Linked DNA regions of Mus musculus: all the other regions are linked to region 1. A link is a contact called in public HiCAR-type and HiChIP or PLAC-seq data. All regions are on one chromosome and are shown on one strand. The core of a region is the stretch at or near the end of the contact, and the rest is flanking DNA. Distances in the headings are between cores, read along the strand shown.

What was found. HiChIP or PLAC-seq counts read pairs in DNA pulled down with a chosen protein or histone mark. HiCAR-type assays count read pairs that join an accessible place to other places.
Region 2: a contact with region 1 is called in a RAD21 HiChIP or PLAC-seq map of pro-B cells, with 4 times the contacts expected there. The contact joins the enhancer-like site here to the promoter of 2310047D07Rik in region 1. A contact is called at or near these places in 2 of 15 datasets of contacts at CTCF or cohesin (large pre-B cells and pro-B cells), 1 of 484 Hi-C or Micro-C datasets (the 63-12 cell line) and 3 of 115 datasets of contacts at active chromatin or transcription factors (astrocytes, embryonic limb bud and pancreatic cancer cells).
Region 3: a HiCAR-type map of astrocytes shows a contact between it and region 1, with 2.4 times the contacts expected there. The contact joins the promoter of Hsph1 here to the promoter of 2310047D07Rik in region 1. A contact is called at or near these places in 1 of 39 promoter capture datasets (the 3T3-L1 cell line), 4 of 484 Hi-C or Micro-C datasets (cerebral cortex and embryonic stem cells) and 1 of 115 datasets of contacts at active chromatin or transcription factors (astrocytes).
Region 4: a contact with region 1 is called in an H3K4me3 HiChIP or PLAC-seq map of forebrain, with 4 times the contacts expected there. The contact joins the promoter of Wdr95 here to the promoter of 2310047D07Rik in region 1. A contact is called at or near these places in 3 of 39 promoter capture datasets (3T3-L1-derived adipocytes, hippocampal neurons and pre-B cells), 1 of 15 datasets of contacts at CTCF or cohesin (the NIH/3T3 cell line), 6 of 484 Hi-C or Micro-C datasets (B cells, the HPC-7 cell line, cerebral cortex and 3 more), 6 of 115 datasets of contacts at active chromatin or transcription factors (cardiomyocytes, effector CD8 T cells, embryonic midbrain and 3 more) and 1 of 9 other capture datasets (pancreatic islet).

The regions. Positions count from the first base shown.
Region 1 is chr5:149,227,257-149,230,433 of GRCm38.p6, reverse strand. 2310047D07Rik (a long non-coding RNA gene) reads right to left here and starts at 1,446. Exons shown (of 2, transcript XR_003956021.1): 1 at 1,123-1,446. n-TNgtt14 (a tRNA gene) reads left to right here and starts at 1,360; the gene lies at 1,360-1,433.
Region 2 is chr5:148,810,514-148,813,690 of GRCm38.p6, reverse strand. No RefSeq gene overlaps it. Among named protein-coding and RNA genes, the nearest start is that of Gm36405, 2.8 kb to the right of the region's middle. Within about 2 kb of position 1,435, at least 10 of the 459 cell types and tissues checked have an H3K27ac peak or open chromatin away from gene starts, as enhancers often do. A contact at or near this core is called in pro-B cells, where this site is marked.
Region 3 is chr5:149,634,884-149,638,060 of GRCm38.p6, reverse strand. Hsph1 (heat shock 105kDa/110kDa protein 1) reads left to right here and starts at 1,746. Exons shown (of 18, transcript NM_013559.2): 1 at 1,746-2,091. The coding sequence starts at 1,985.
Region 4 is chr5:149,526,997-149,530,173 of GRCm38.p6, reverse strand. Wdr95 (WD40 repeat domain 95) reads right to left here and starts at 1,495. Exons shown (of 23, transcript NM_029440.3): 1 at 1,403-1,495. The region is part of intron 1 of Gm15997 (predicted gene 15997); the gene reads left to right.

The DNA.
Region 1 (3,177 bases), core at 197-2,696:
TCACAAATGGGCAAAGACTGGGTAATTCCACCTAGGGGAGTTACTTAAGAATAATTAAATTAGTAAAGATAGAAGAGAGAATGAGGCTTATTAGAAAAAGAAAGGGGAGGTGGGAGTTGTTTAATAGATGGGAGTATTGGTAACATATAAGTGCACTTAATTCCGTTTGAACCGTAAGCTTTAAAGGGGTTAAAATGGAGCTGGAGCGATGGATAGGTGGTTGAGAGCTCCTCTCTTGCACAGGACCCGCGCTCAGTTCCCAGCACCCGCCTTGAGAGCCTCACAATCGCCTCCAACGCAGGCTCCAGGAGAATGCGACGCCCCGTTTGACCCCGAGGGCGCTGAACTCAGGATACACGCCAACACCCAGATACATGATTAAAATAAGTCTTTGAAATATGGCTCAATTTATACCAAGAGAGTAGCAATAGCTAAGTAGGAAGAGCCAAAGAGAGGAGGAGCAAGAGAAAGGGGGGAGGGCGGGAACGGGGACAGTATTTGGGATGTAAATATATGAAATAATTAATTTTTTTTAAAAGGAGGAAGGGTATGGAAGCTTGAAGAGCGGGACCTGAGGTCTGTGAAGTTGCCCCCTCCTCCCCTCCCGGTCTTTGGGGTGATGGGGGAAGGAGAGGTCTGACAGGGGCTCTGGCAGGTTTATCAAAGAATTATCCTTTCTCCCCCTCCCTTCTCTCTTCCTCCTTCCCTTCCCTTCTGCCCCTCCCTCTCTCTCCCTCCCCCTCCCCCTCTCTCCCTCCCCCTCCCCCTCCTCTGAGTGGGCACAATGCTACCTACCCCAACCCTCCCAAGGCAACCCCAAGTCAGTGAGTTAAATTCAGAAGTCAGGGGAAGGCCTAGACGTCACTGGCTATTTTAAAAGAGCGTTTTAATCGCCATAAATCCGATTCTGCAGTCCCCCTAAGCCATGAGTGCTCGAAGGAGGCTCCAGTCCGCTAAAGGGGTGTGAATTTATTCCCAGGAGGTGACGGGGGAGGGGCGGCGCGGTAGGTTTTTAAACGTATAAAGTATAAAATTCCCATGGCCCACACAGAGATCCACAGTTTATCAACCTCGATAAGCGGGAGGCGACGAGAACACTCAAAGGGGAGGGGCGGTAACAACCTTGAACAAGGGCAGGGCGCCCTGGCTCGGAGCCCACGCAGATTCCCGGAGCCTCACCCGGCGCCGCCCTGCTCTGCGGAGGATTTGCTGGGCTCGGCGGCTCCGCCCCTCCCCGCCCTCGCGCAGTCTCAGCCCGCAGGGCTCAGCAGGGCCTGGCGCCTCCCGGGAGTCCGAGGCGGCGACGCCCATGCTGGCCGCGGCAATGTGTACAAAGCGCACGGCCGCTCAGGCAGCTGTGTCTCTGTGGCGCAATCGGTTAGCGCGTTCGGCTGTTAACCGAAAGGTTGGTGGTTCGAGCCCACCCAGGGACGGCAGCGTTCCTTTTAGCAAAAAACATTTTTAGAAATGTTTTCTGCCATCCTGGGACGCCCAATCTGTTTGATAGCTTTCTAGGGCTCAAGCTACAAGCGGGCCTGCTGCTTCCACTAATTTTCAAGAGGGTACATGTAAGTCTGCTTTTTGAGTTTGGTCCAATTCTGCTCAGGAACAGCTAGGTGTTTTTTGCACTGGAAACCGGCAACCGGGACCACCCAGAAACAGCACCATTTGTGTGGCTCAGAAAAAAAAAATAATAATAACAAAAAATAAAAAATAAAAACAACAGCAACAACAACAAAAAAAAAAAAAACAAAAAACGACCCGCGGACCCTACTAATACAGTCTACTTCCAAATGGATGAGCAACAGATAACATTGTGGGCAGAGAGTTTGGGGACAGCAGGCCACGCTGACTTTAGCTAAGTGGCTCCCAGACTTGGGCAATGGGTTTGAATCTAACTACATTATATTTAATCTTAGACTGCTGTCAATTTCCCCCATCACATTTAACTTTATCAGAAATTGTATAAGTTCGTGTTTAAAAGTTTTAAAAGAGAGCCAGGAGTGGCGGTGATGCCTTTAATCCCAGAACCCAGAAGGCAGTAAGGCAAATAAATCATGGTGAATTCCAGGACAGCCAGGGGTACATAGAGAATTCTTGTCACAGAGGACGTTTTATGTTTTTTTCACAAAAGACTTTCCATAAAGACAGGAAGTTGTGACGTGAGGGTTTTGTGTCTGGGATCTACACCCACTCCTATAGAATACAGAGAACGGGAGTCTACAGAGTGGTTCACAACCTGTGGGTCACGACCCCACTAGGATCGTATATTAGGAATTCTGCATTAAAGATATTAATAATGATTCATAACAGGAGCAAAATGACAACTATGAATGAAATAATTTCATGGTTGGTGGTCCCCATGAAGAACTGTATTAAAGGGTCACAGCATTAGGAAGAGTGAGACCCACTGTCCTATGTTGACGTAAACACTCCCGAGCTACACTGCAAGAGCTCTCACTGCTAGCCACATCTGGCTTCTGAGTACTTGAAATGTGACTAGGACAACTGAGGGATGAGTGTCAGAGTAACGCCAGGCCCTTGATTAACATGGGGTGGAGACGGTACTGTGCGTGCATCTAGCCCCGAGCTCTATCCTAGCACTAAACAGAAACAGCAGGAACAGGGCCTTACTGGCCTAGAACTCATGGCCCGGCTGCCTCAGCCTTCTGAGTGCTGGGATTATAGGTGTGCGCTGCCGTGACCAAGAAAGACTGGATGTCAGTGAATTTAGTCAAATGCAGTTTTAGTTTTTAAATATAATGTCTAATTTTATTGCATTTTTATTGACACATATGTATGTACATGCAACCACATGCATGTGGAGGTCAGAGAAAACTTTTGGAAACTGGTTCTCTTCTGCACCCTTAGGGGTCCCAGACACTGAACTCAGGTCTGTAGGCTCTGCAGGGAGCACCTTCACCTACTGAGCCATCTCACTGGGTTAAATTTAAGCAAATTTAAGTAAATGTGAGCAAGTAAATTACAAACAATTCAGGATTAGAGGATGAAGTTCAAGACTGCTATGGGTAGGGTGTTTGTGTTCCCCCGAGTTCCTGTGTTGAATTCCTCCCCGTTGATAGTACTGGGCCCTCATGAGGGGGTATGGCCCGCACAAGAGGCCAAGGGAACTGGTTTGTCCTTTCTACCATGGGGTACAGTAGCATCAGAAGCAGA
Region 2 (3,177 bases), core at 186-2,685, 420 kb after region 1:
CACAGCAGTAAAACCCTAACCCTGTGTTTATCTTATCCCAGAGTCAAACACGCTCGGACATCTTTTGGTGAGAAGGACAGATCAAAAACAAACATGAGGCCTGAGGGCCCTTGGGAATCAAACAAGGCAAACAGCTTCGTTGTGGGATACAGTCGGAACTTCTGCTTCTCTTTCTGGCCTTCACATTGTCTCCTACAAAGTGGTGGCCCTCAAGGTCCTCACAGGATTCATTCACTGCTGTCCCAGCTTCTGCCATCCCCTGGCTGGGGCAGAGACAGGGAAAACACAGCATCTGAGGGTCTGGAAGTGGCTTGGACTTATGTCCACTTTGCCTTGTTGCTGAATAAGGCTTTGGTTTCTCTGTGTGCCAGGGGTGGGGCGGGGCGGGGGCAGTGGCAGCTCAGGAGGGGGATTGGGAGCACATGTCCTAGACTGTCCAGAGGCCTGAGGTGAGGGAAGTTTCTCTGGCTTGTAGGGCTGGAATTAGCAGATGAAGTTTCTAGAAGATATTTTACCAACTCACTAAAATTCCGAAGCCTGTTACTTCTAAAAAAAAAAAAAAAAAGGCTGTCAGGGTATTTACCCACTTCCCAGGGTCTTTAGAGGAGACGTCAGGAGCCGGCATATCCAGTGTTTGGCACGGGTCCTGATCTGGTGGACGCTGTGTGAAAATGCCATCTGGGTTTGTGGTTGCTTTACGGAGGGAGGGGTCTGGGGAAAAGAAGGAAGAGAGCCGGTTGACATAGCTGTCATTTGCTGGCTCGACATCTCCTAACCAGGTCAGCCCTTCCACAACTGAACAACGGCTTTTAAAAATTTAATTACTTTTTAATGAAGTTGAAGGGAGACTTTGGAGCCAGCTACCTGGCACCTTCGTGAGATGAATTGGTGTCACAGCGGGAGAGATGGATGAGTGAGGAGATGAGGTTTCGCTGAGCACAGAAGGCTGTGGAGGGGAGGGAAGGCAGGAGGCTTGCCTACAGGGAGCTAGCTAGAGCCCACATCCCTTGGAGGTTACAGGTGTCCCGGGCTTCAGTAGATAGAGTCCAGCAACAACAGGGTTGGTCCTCTGACTCAAAGGTTACCCAGTCAATGCTGATTTAGTGAGTCTTGTATTTGTAGGCTTTATATTGCTATGATGGAAGACCTGAGGCTCCTAACTTAGAAAGAGAAAGGGTTATTTTGGCTTATGGTTCTGGAGATTCGTGTGTAAGACCAGGAGCTGGAGAGCACAGTGTAGCATGTCAGCGGCATGTAGCAAAACAAAATGTAAGTCATAAGCCAGGAAGGAGAGAGAGGAAAAGAGGGTGGGGAGAGGGAGAGGGGAGAGAAGAGGAGACGAGGTCCTATAACTACCATTAAAGAAAGGTTCACCTCTAACGACCTAATCCCCACTTGAATCCAGCTCTTGAAGTTTTCAGTCCAACCAACAGCGCCACCTAGAGGCCAAGAGTTTATACTGTAGGGCTTAGGGGGAAATGGTCCAATCCAGAGCCTCTCAGGTCTCTTAAGTCATCTTGGGTGGCTCTTCTCCGAAGGTCACTCCCAACATCTGATCTCGTGTGATTCTAGGGCGTCCGCTTGCTCTCCGGAGGCGTGTGGCAGACCGAGGGAGGCTACCTGGAACTGGCAGCAGCGTCTCCCTGGAAGCAGGCAGCCTCAGTCCCTCGCGGAGGGTATCAGGAGGATCCTCCCCCATCTAGGATGAGCAGAGTGCCTGTCTGAGGACAGAGGGTCACAGGGGTGCAGCTCTGGGTACCTTCCTTTGTCTCTGCCCCCCTCAGCCCTCCTTCACACCAAAAGATCTGATCCATCTCAAGGGTCTTGAAGTCACAGCGTCACTTCCTCCGTGCTGCCCTCCAACGTGGGCCATGTACGTTGTCACTGGACACTGAACCTGTGGGTTGGCTTGCCTCCTGGCCCTCCGTGGCCTGTTCTGCAGCAGCCTTCTCAAGGACTGTTGGGTTGCAATGCTTGCCCAGCTTCGGACCAACCCCGCCTGTGATTTTGTTGGACTGGTGGCCTGGATGGTCTGCTGTGGATGCTCTAAGACTCGTGCTTTCTGGGTGGTTATCCGAGTGGCTTAGGAGCAGCTCAGAATTGCTTCCCTGGAAGGGTCATCCAGCTTCCACAACTGCCCGGCCTCGCCCTGCCCGACCTGCCCCACCTGAGCCAATCTAATCTTGGAGTCAGCCTGGCCTAGGGTAGCATTCTTTTTGCCCCTGGGCTGTTTTTACTGACTCCCACCCTCTGTGCTTTCTCATCCCTGGGGGCGTGGGCATCTCTTTTTGTAGCCCAGGCTGGTCCCAATTTCAAGACCCTCTTGCTTCAGCATCTTTAGTGTGAGAAACAAGACCCCTCACTCTGTAATAATAAATTTGAGAGAGTAGGAACACAAAAACAGTCTCTATTTTACAATTCTGCAGAAATGAATATCAGCCAAGCAATGAACGGCTGGCACATCAGTTTGATACAAAGGGTACCCCCCCCCCCCAAGCCTCTGATTGCAAAAGAATTCCTCCCCCTAGGCTGGTACTCCAGAGAGTTGTAACCTTCAAATTCCTGTAGCATGGCTCCCTCCCCAAATTCCCCATCCTATTAGTTCAGGAGTCAAAGCCTTACTTAAGGTATTTTTATTAAATGTATCCTTATTAAATGTATTCTTATTTAATGTATCCTTATTTGATGTATCCTGGAGCCTAAGAGCCCCTCCTTTTCTGACCTTGGGCTCAGCCATGCAGCCGACTTTTAAGCCCAAGGATGAACTGAGGGCACCCGGACAGGCAGCTTCCAGCCACTGGCCAGGGAAGTCAGGTGCTGAGTGCCTCCTGCAAATCTGTAGTTCTCTGATCAGCCCTAAATACTTGAATGGGCACCGGGGTTCTGGTGTCATGCTGACTTGCCATGCTGGTTTGGTGTGTTTCCCACCAGCTGGATTCATCTTGTCCCTTGCTTGCTGTGTTGGTCAGTTTTCTGTCGCTGACAAAACACTGAGAAAGTCAGCTGATACAGAAGGAAAGGTTTGCGAGAGCTTGTGCCCATTTGGTCCTTGTCCCACTTTGCTTTCTGTTGCTGAGATAAACACAGGGGCCGGAAGCAACTTGGGGGAAGGAAGTCATTTATTTCTTTTGCAAGCTACACTCGGTGGGCATTCAAGGCAGGCATTTAGAGTAGAAA
Region 3 (3,177 bases), core at 497-2,996, 410 kb before region 1:
AACCACATGGGAAAAAAAAAAAAAAAAAAAAAAAAAAAACTAAAGGGAAAACTGGTCAACCTCATATTCTGCTGGGTGGTGGTGGCCCACGCCTTTAATCCCAGCACTTGGGAGGCAGAGGCAAGCAGATTTCTGAGTTCGAGGCCAGCCTGGTCTACAAAGTGAGTTCCAGGACAGCCAGGGTTACACAGAGAAACCCTGTCTCGAAAAAACCAAAAAAAAAAAAAAAAAAAAAAAGAGTTTTCATATACTTAAAAAAAAGCCGGGGTGGTGGAGGTTTCAGAGACACAAAATGAAAAGAATGCCAACAAACATATTTCAAATTTAAAAACGCAGCTGCTCTGGGATAGCGTTGGTTCTTCTCCCATTTTAAATAGTTATGCTAGCAGGTGAAATAACTTAAGTGGCAAGCCGATCAATCACCACGAATAAAACTTACTCTGCAATTTGTATAGAAAGCTCCCATTTAAGCAACCCCACTTGTCCTACGGGAAGAGGCATACTTCAGGAGTTAGTTTTTAACCCTGGGCCCCAACTCTTCATTCAATTACACACTTATTTAGCAGCGCACGTTTTAATTGTGCATATTTCCATATTCTAGAGGGTACACACGGGGTTTTCAGGCAAACTTTGACGTTTTTTTTAACGGTACATAAGAATTGAAAGCAGGAGCCAGCAGCATCCACCTCTGCTTTCTCTTCATGGAACCTAAGCTTACTTTCCAAGGAAAGAAAATGAAAGGTTAGATTAAACAAGGAATAAACCATACACCCATTTATTAAACCATATTATTAGCCATTACATTAAATCATAACCTTATGGTTAGGAGTGGCAGGGTTAAACAAAGTCGGCTTAAACTAGTATCCAAAATATGCAAAACCCTGTCGGCAAAACACCAGCAGCTTCCCAAATTGCATAGCAATCAAAAGTTTTCATTTAAGAAGAAGAAGAAGAAGAAGAAGAAGAAGAAGAAGAAGAAGAAGAAGAAGAAGAAGAAGAAGAAGAAGAAGAAGAAGAAGAAGAAAACCCTTCTGTGTTTTATTCTGCAACAATCTTGCCAGCGGACAAATGTCTACAAAATATAAACCGCGTTTGCGGCTTATCCTGACGCCCCTAAATCGCAATCCATTAGCTGTTGAAAAAACAAGCAAGAACGGAACACAGAACAAAGCATACACCAGAGAAAGAGCGCGAATCGGCAGCAGCCAGCTGGGCCTCTTTTTACTGAGCCCTTAAGACAAAGCAGGATCGTGGCACGCACCACGGGCTGGACTACATATCCTAGCATGCAAAGCACCGAGGCCTCACCACTGGACTGCGTTTCCCAGCATGCAAGGCGCTAGGGTCTCCCGGCCAGACTACGCTTCCCGACATGCTCTCTGCCAACAGCAAGTTCGTGACCGGAGAGGCCTGGGGTCCCGGAGTAGTGTGTTCTTTCTCCGTCCTTTCAATAGTTTTTCGGCGTCGGGAGCCGGACACTGCCACCGGAGTCACCACTTAAGCGACAGAAGTTCCCGACCGGTTATTCACTGGAGTCAACTGGAACGAAAACTGCCCCTCAGGCTGGGGAGGGCGGGATGGAGGCCGGGCAAGCTCGGTCAGTTTTAGCCAATGGCGCCCGAGCAGCTGCCCTGTCACCATGGCAACTCAGGCCGCCCGCGGAGGGACCAGCAGTCCATTGGGTAGAATCTTTCTCGAAGGCTCGAGAAGAAGGAAGCGGAAGTGGCACGTGGAGGCGCCGGTGAGTAAAATGCTGCAGATTCTGGAAAGTTCTCCTCAGTAGGCTACATAAGGCTGAGCGATTGGGACCTCCCCTTTTGGATTGGTAGCTGAGCGGCGGCGGCTGCGTGAGAGAGGCGGGCGGCGGAGAGCGGTGGCAGAGACTGAGCGCAGTCTTGCAGGGTAAGCCGGAGGCATCTTCCCGACTGGTCGGGAGCAGGACGAGCACGCAGCGGACCCGAGGCGGAGGCGGACCGGGCCAGCCATGTCGGTGGTTGGGCTAGACGTAGGCTCACAGAGCTGCTACATTGCGGTGGCGCGGGCCGGGGGCATCGAGACCATCGCCAACGAGTTCAGCGACCGCTGCACCCCGTAAGTAGGAGCCTGGGTGGCCGGGGAGGGCTGGAGCTCGCTGCTTCCCGAGGGAGATGGTGGGTCCGGGGATTCCGGGAACCGTGACACCCCGCGACCACCTGGTCCCGCTGGCCTTCCAGGCTCGCCCCCGACTCCCCACTCAGCTTCTTCAAGCTGGCACCGGCTCCCACCTCAGCTAGGATCTCGGCAGAGCCTGGGCAACAGAGCCTTTTCCTCCGCATGGTGAATCTCCAAATGACCTAGAAGGTTCCAGAGCCTGTGCGCCGCTGCTTGCCTAGGGAGCGAGCGGACTGTTGTTAGCGACCACAGAAACACGCTATGGTGGAGGAATCCTCCGTCTCTGCGTCTCATCTACTCCTGATTTGTTAATATTGCCCTAGTGCCCCAATCGCCTTTTGGAAGCGTCCTTTTTAAAGCTCATTGTGAAAAACGTCCGTGAGAGTTTCCAGACCCAGAGTTCGTTTATTTTAACACCATTTAGAGTAAGCAGTACAAATTTAACATTGTTGTTGCTTAACACACTGCTGTGCAAAAAATTCAGTGGGGAAGATGGATTTTTTTGCTTCGGAATTAAATATTCTGCAGCAACGTGGGTGGGTAAACGGAAGCATGGTAAAAAGCAACTTTTTGAGGGGGTTAGTTTCTGAAGGTTACATATTAGAGGCAGTTAGACCTGCGTGTGCCTTCACCGACAACAGCTGTATGCTTTTTAAGGCAATCATTATAGGGCTTTTTCCCCCCATGTGCAAAGTCCAAGATAATAAATGTTAAACATCGAACCCAAAGGTAAAATCATTCCGACCTTATTAGAGGAACATTTATGAGTGAATAGGAGGAAGAAAGCCTTGCTAGGAACTTACTTTCTAAGCATGGGCTCCCTCTCTCACAAAGCCATGGTGCTCTGTGATTCGGCAATTAGTAGGAAGGCTGCCAGTCCTTCTTGCCCCCATCCTGTATGCTAAGCGCTTCTTCCTCTCTCTGCCTAAAAAGAGACAAAAGGTGTGTAGAGGAGAACAGGGAGAGCTGCTTGGGTAGCTGTGTTGCTGACCAGAATTTTTGACTGAGGTGGTTTTTTTACCCTTG
Region 4 (3,177 bases), core at 246-2,745, 300 kb before region 1:
CATGCATCCTCTGGCTGCCTCCACGGAACGTCTCGTCCATCTGACCTGGGGTGATGACTGGCCTTGGACCACCACCCCCCCCCTCCCCCCGCCTCTTAGCTTCCATCTTCTCCCTTACCGACCCAGAGCTCTCTGCGGCTCTCCTGCAAGAAAGCAAGATGGCAGCTTGTTACCAGCTAGATCATGTTGAGACCCCTTAGCCTTCAAGCCTCCACCAACACAGCCCCTCATTCGTTCATCATCTCCACTCCTGTGCTCTGAACTCGAGCTTCCTTCCAGTCCACCTAGCTACCTACCCACTTCTTTCCCTGCCCACCAAGGCTGTGCCCGGTTTATGCAGTGCCATTCACAGGCCGCCCTCTCCCTACCTGGAGTTGGTACATGTATGGAGTTGGCTCATAAAGCTCTCTTCCCTCGATCCAGTCCAGTGACTACTTTAGCGGTGCCAATACCGAGGATAGCTATCCCATACCTGGTGTTATTAGTGTTAGCACGTTAGCATTCCTTCTAGGTTCCTCCCAACAGTTAGTTACCTAGCAACAGCCAGGTGGGAGCCTGGGTTGCTATAAAAAGAACTGTTTGGCCTCTCTTCACTCTCTCTGACCCCTTTCTCTCTCTCTCTCTTTCTCTGACCCCCCCACCCTCCCTCTCCCCATCTTTTTCTGTCCCTTCTTTTTCTCTACTTCAACTCCTTTCTCAACCCCCTTCCCATGCCTCAAGTGAACATTTTATACTAGACCCGTGTTGTATGACTGGTACCTGGGGACAGGGGGCACCCACTAAGACACCCCCTCCCAGTGAAGCATACCGCGCTTTACAAAACATATCAAGTAGCACGGTTGAGTTCTTACTATATGTCATCACTAATTCAGTTACCTCTAAAAATAATTCCAAGAGAGGACTAAGGCAACCTTGGCCCAAATCACATCAACATTTGACACCCAGTCCGAGTCTTTACTAGTCACTAAATAGACACACTTTAAAAAAAAAAAAAAAAACTTCCCAAAGCACATTTATTGTGTGATCCTCCCCCCCCCCCCGCCCCCTTAAAGGGCCTAGCTAGATACTGAACACACGATATGTCTTTGATCCACTCACTGATTTGAGCTTCTAGCTTCCAGACTTAAGAATACCACGACCCCAGATGAGCAATTTATGGAAACAACAGTCACCAAGATCATTTGCCCTGGTCAATGACAGATGATAAACCATATCAGGACAAAGTGACCCGCAACATCCTGATAAGAAACCATCTCAGCCTCTGTGGGCTCCTTTTTCCTCTTTCTTTCCTCTTTTGGAAGAAGAAAATCCAGATCAGACACCTGAGAACTCATTGCTATTCTGTAGTCAGGTTGCTTCCAACTCTTTTATTCAAACCACCCCAGGGGCCTTGTGACATTACCTGCTAACGATTCTAACTCATCTTTCCAAACAAAGAGGCATCAGCCTGTCAAACAGCAACAGCCTTCCATCAACAGAGAGCTGAGGTCTCCTCCAGACTGGCAGAATGGGTGAGCGCTTACCGTACTCCCCATCCCCCACCCCGCGCCAGGGCCCTATGTGAATTTCTATGGGGTAATATTTACAGTGCTGGATGGCTGGGCCCTGTGGAGCTTAATGGGCTTCTTAATAAAGGCAGGCTTCATTAAGACAGAGAGCGCGGGGCGTCGTGCCCTTGCTTTGGAGGAGAGGACAAGCCAGCACAAGACGAATGCTCTCCCTCCGCTCGAAAATCATGCGGGTCAAGTGCCTTGTCACGCATTAACAGTCTTTTAAGTTGCTAGGCAGATCGAGAGGAGCCGAGCGGATAAACCAAGGCGGAGGAATTATGAGACCCATCCTGGTAGCACAAACGCTGGAACACAGAGCTGCCTTTAAACAAAGTAATTTGCTAAATGAGCGGCTGGCGGGTTTCCAGATGGCCAATGTGACACGGGCTTGGATGAATCCTTTCTTCAATCACGCGTTTGTCTGGACTGAGACATGAAAGGCCAGGTCAGAGCTACTGCGGTGGCTGCTGTAGCTTTGAAGCCCTTACATAAAACTCTACTGGTGTGGAACTCCGGCAGCTCCAGTGTGGCAGCTGGCGCGGGTGCCCTGGCGTTGGTGCTTGGGAGGCCACTAAGACAGCTGCTCCTTAAGCGGGAGGACAGCCAGCTCAGAACAGGGCTTCTCTGTCTTGCCTACCGCTTCGCTTCACACCAGGTCTCTGGGCAGGTGACCTTAGTACCAGATGAAACTGTAGTTGAAGTCTAAGAAGCAGAAATGTTGTAATTTTAAATATGAATTATTAAGAATCACTTAAAATCATTTCCATGAGTTTTGTCTTTCTTCCTTCAGTCCTGAATGATGTGTTTAAAATAAATAAATAAATAAATAAATAAATAAATAAATAAATAAATAGGAGATATGTGCTATGAGGTGTGGTGAGGTGTGGGAGAAGGGAATGTCTCAGCGGGCCCATGCCGAGGCATCCCTTCCCCATGAGGGACCAGCCACAGGTATAGTATAGTATAGTATAGTATAGTATAGTATAGTATAGTATAGAATAGAGTTTATTCAGGGCATGGGGAGGGGAGTTAAGAGGGCAGTGGAGGCAGAGAAAGGCAGAGAGAGGGAGAGTAGAGAAGTAGAGGAGTAGAGGCCAGCCATGAGCACGTGGAGGGGGGCGGGGAAGAGGCGAGGGGACAGAGTGGGAACAAGAGAGCAAGAGAACAAGAGGGAGAGGAGTGGGCAAGCAGCCCCTTTTATAGTGGGTCAGGCCTACCTGCCTGTTGCCAGGTAACTGTGGGGTGGAGTTTAGACAGAATTCTGACGCTGAACCCAGGACCTTATAAATGTTAGGTAAGCACTCTACCACTGAGGTACACCCCAGACCTCTAAGTCAGTTTGGAAATGCCCAAGATGGATGGAAAAAAAATCTACCTTAATTTTAATTTAGATTTAATGGAGGATGTATACAAGTCCTAGTTTTCAGACATGGTCTCTCTCAGCTGTGTCCCCTTTCTCACTAAATCGTATCTTGGTTTGAGGTCTTTATAGAGACAATGATGATCATTCCGTTCTGGGACGTCAAAGTCCGTGAAACACAGTGAATGAATGAAACCAGGTGATCTGGAGCCATCCGAGGGGCATGGGCCACACGGTAACCGGTAACATCACGAACGGGTGGCAGGC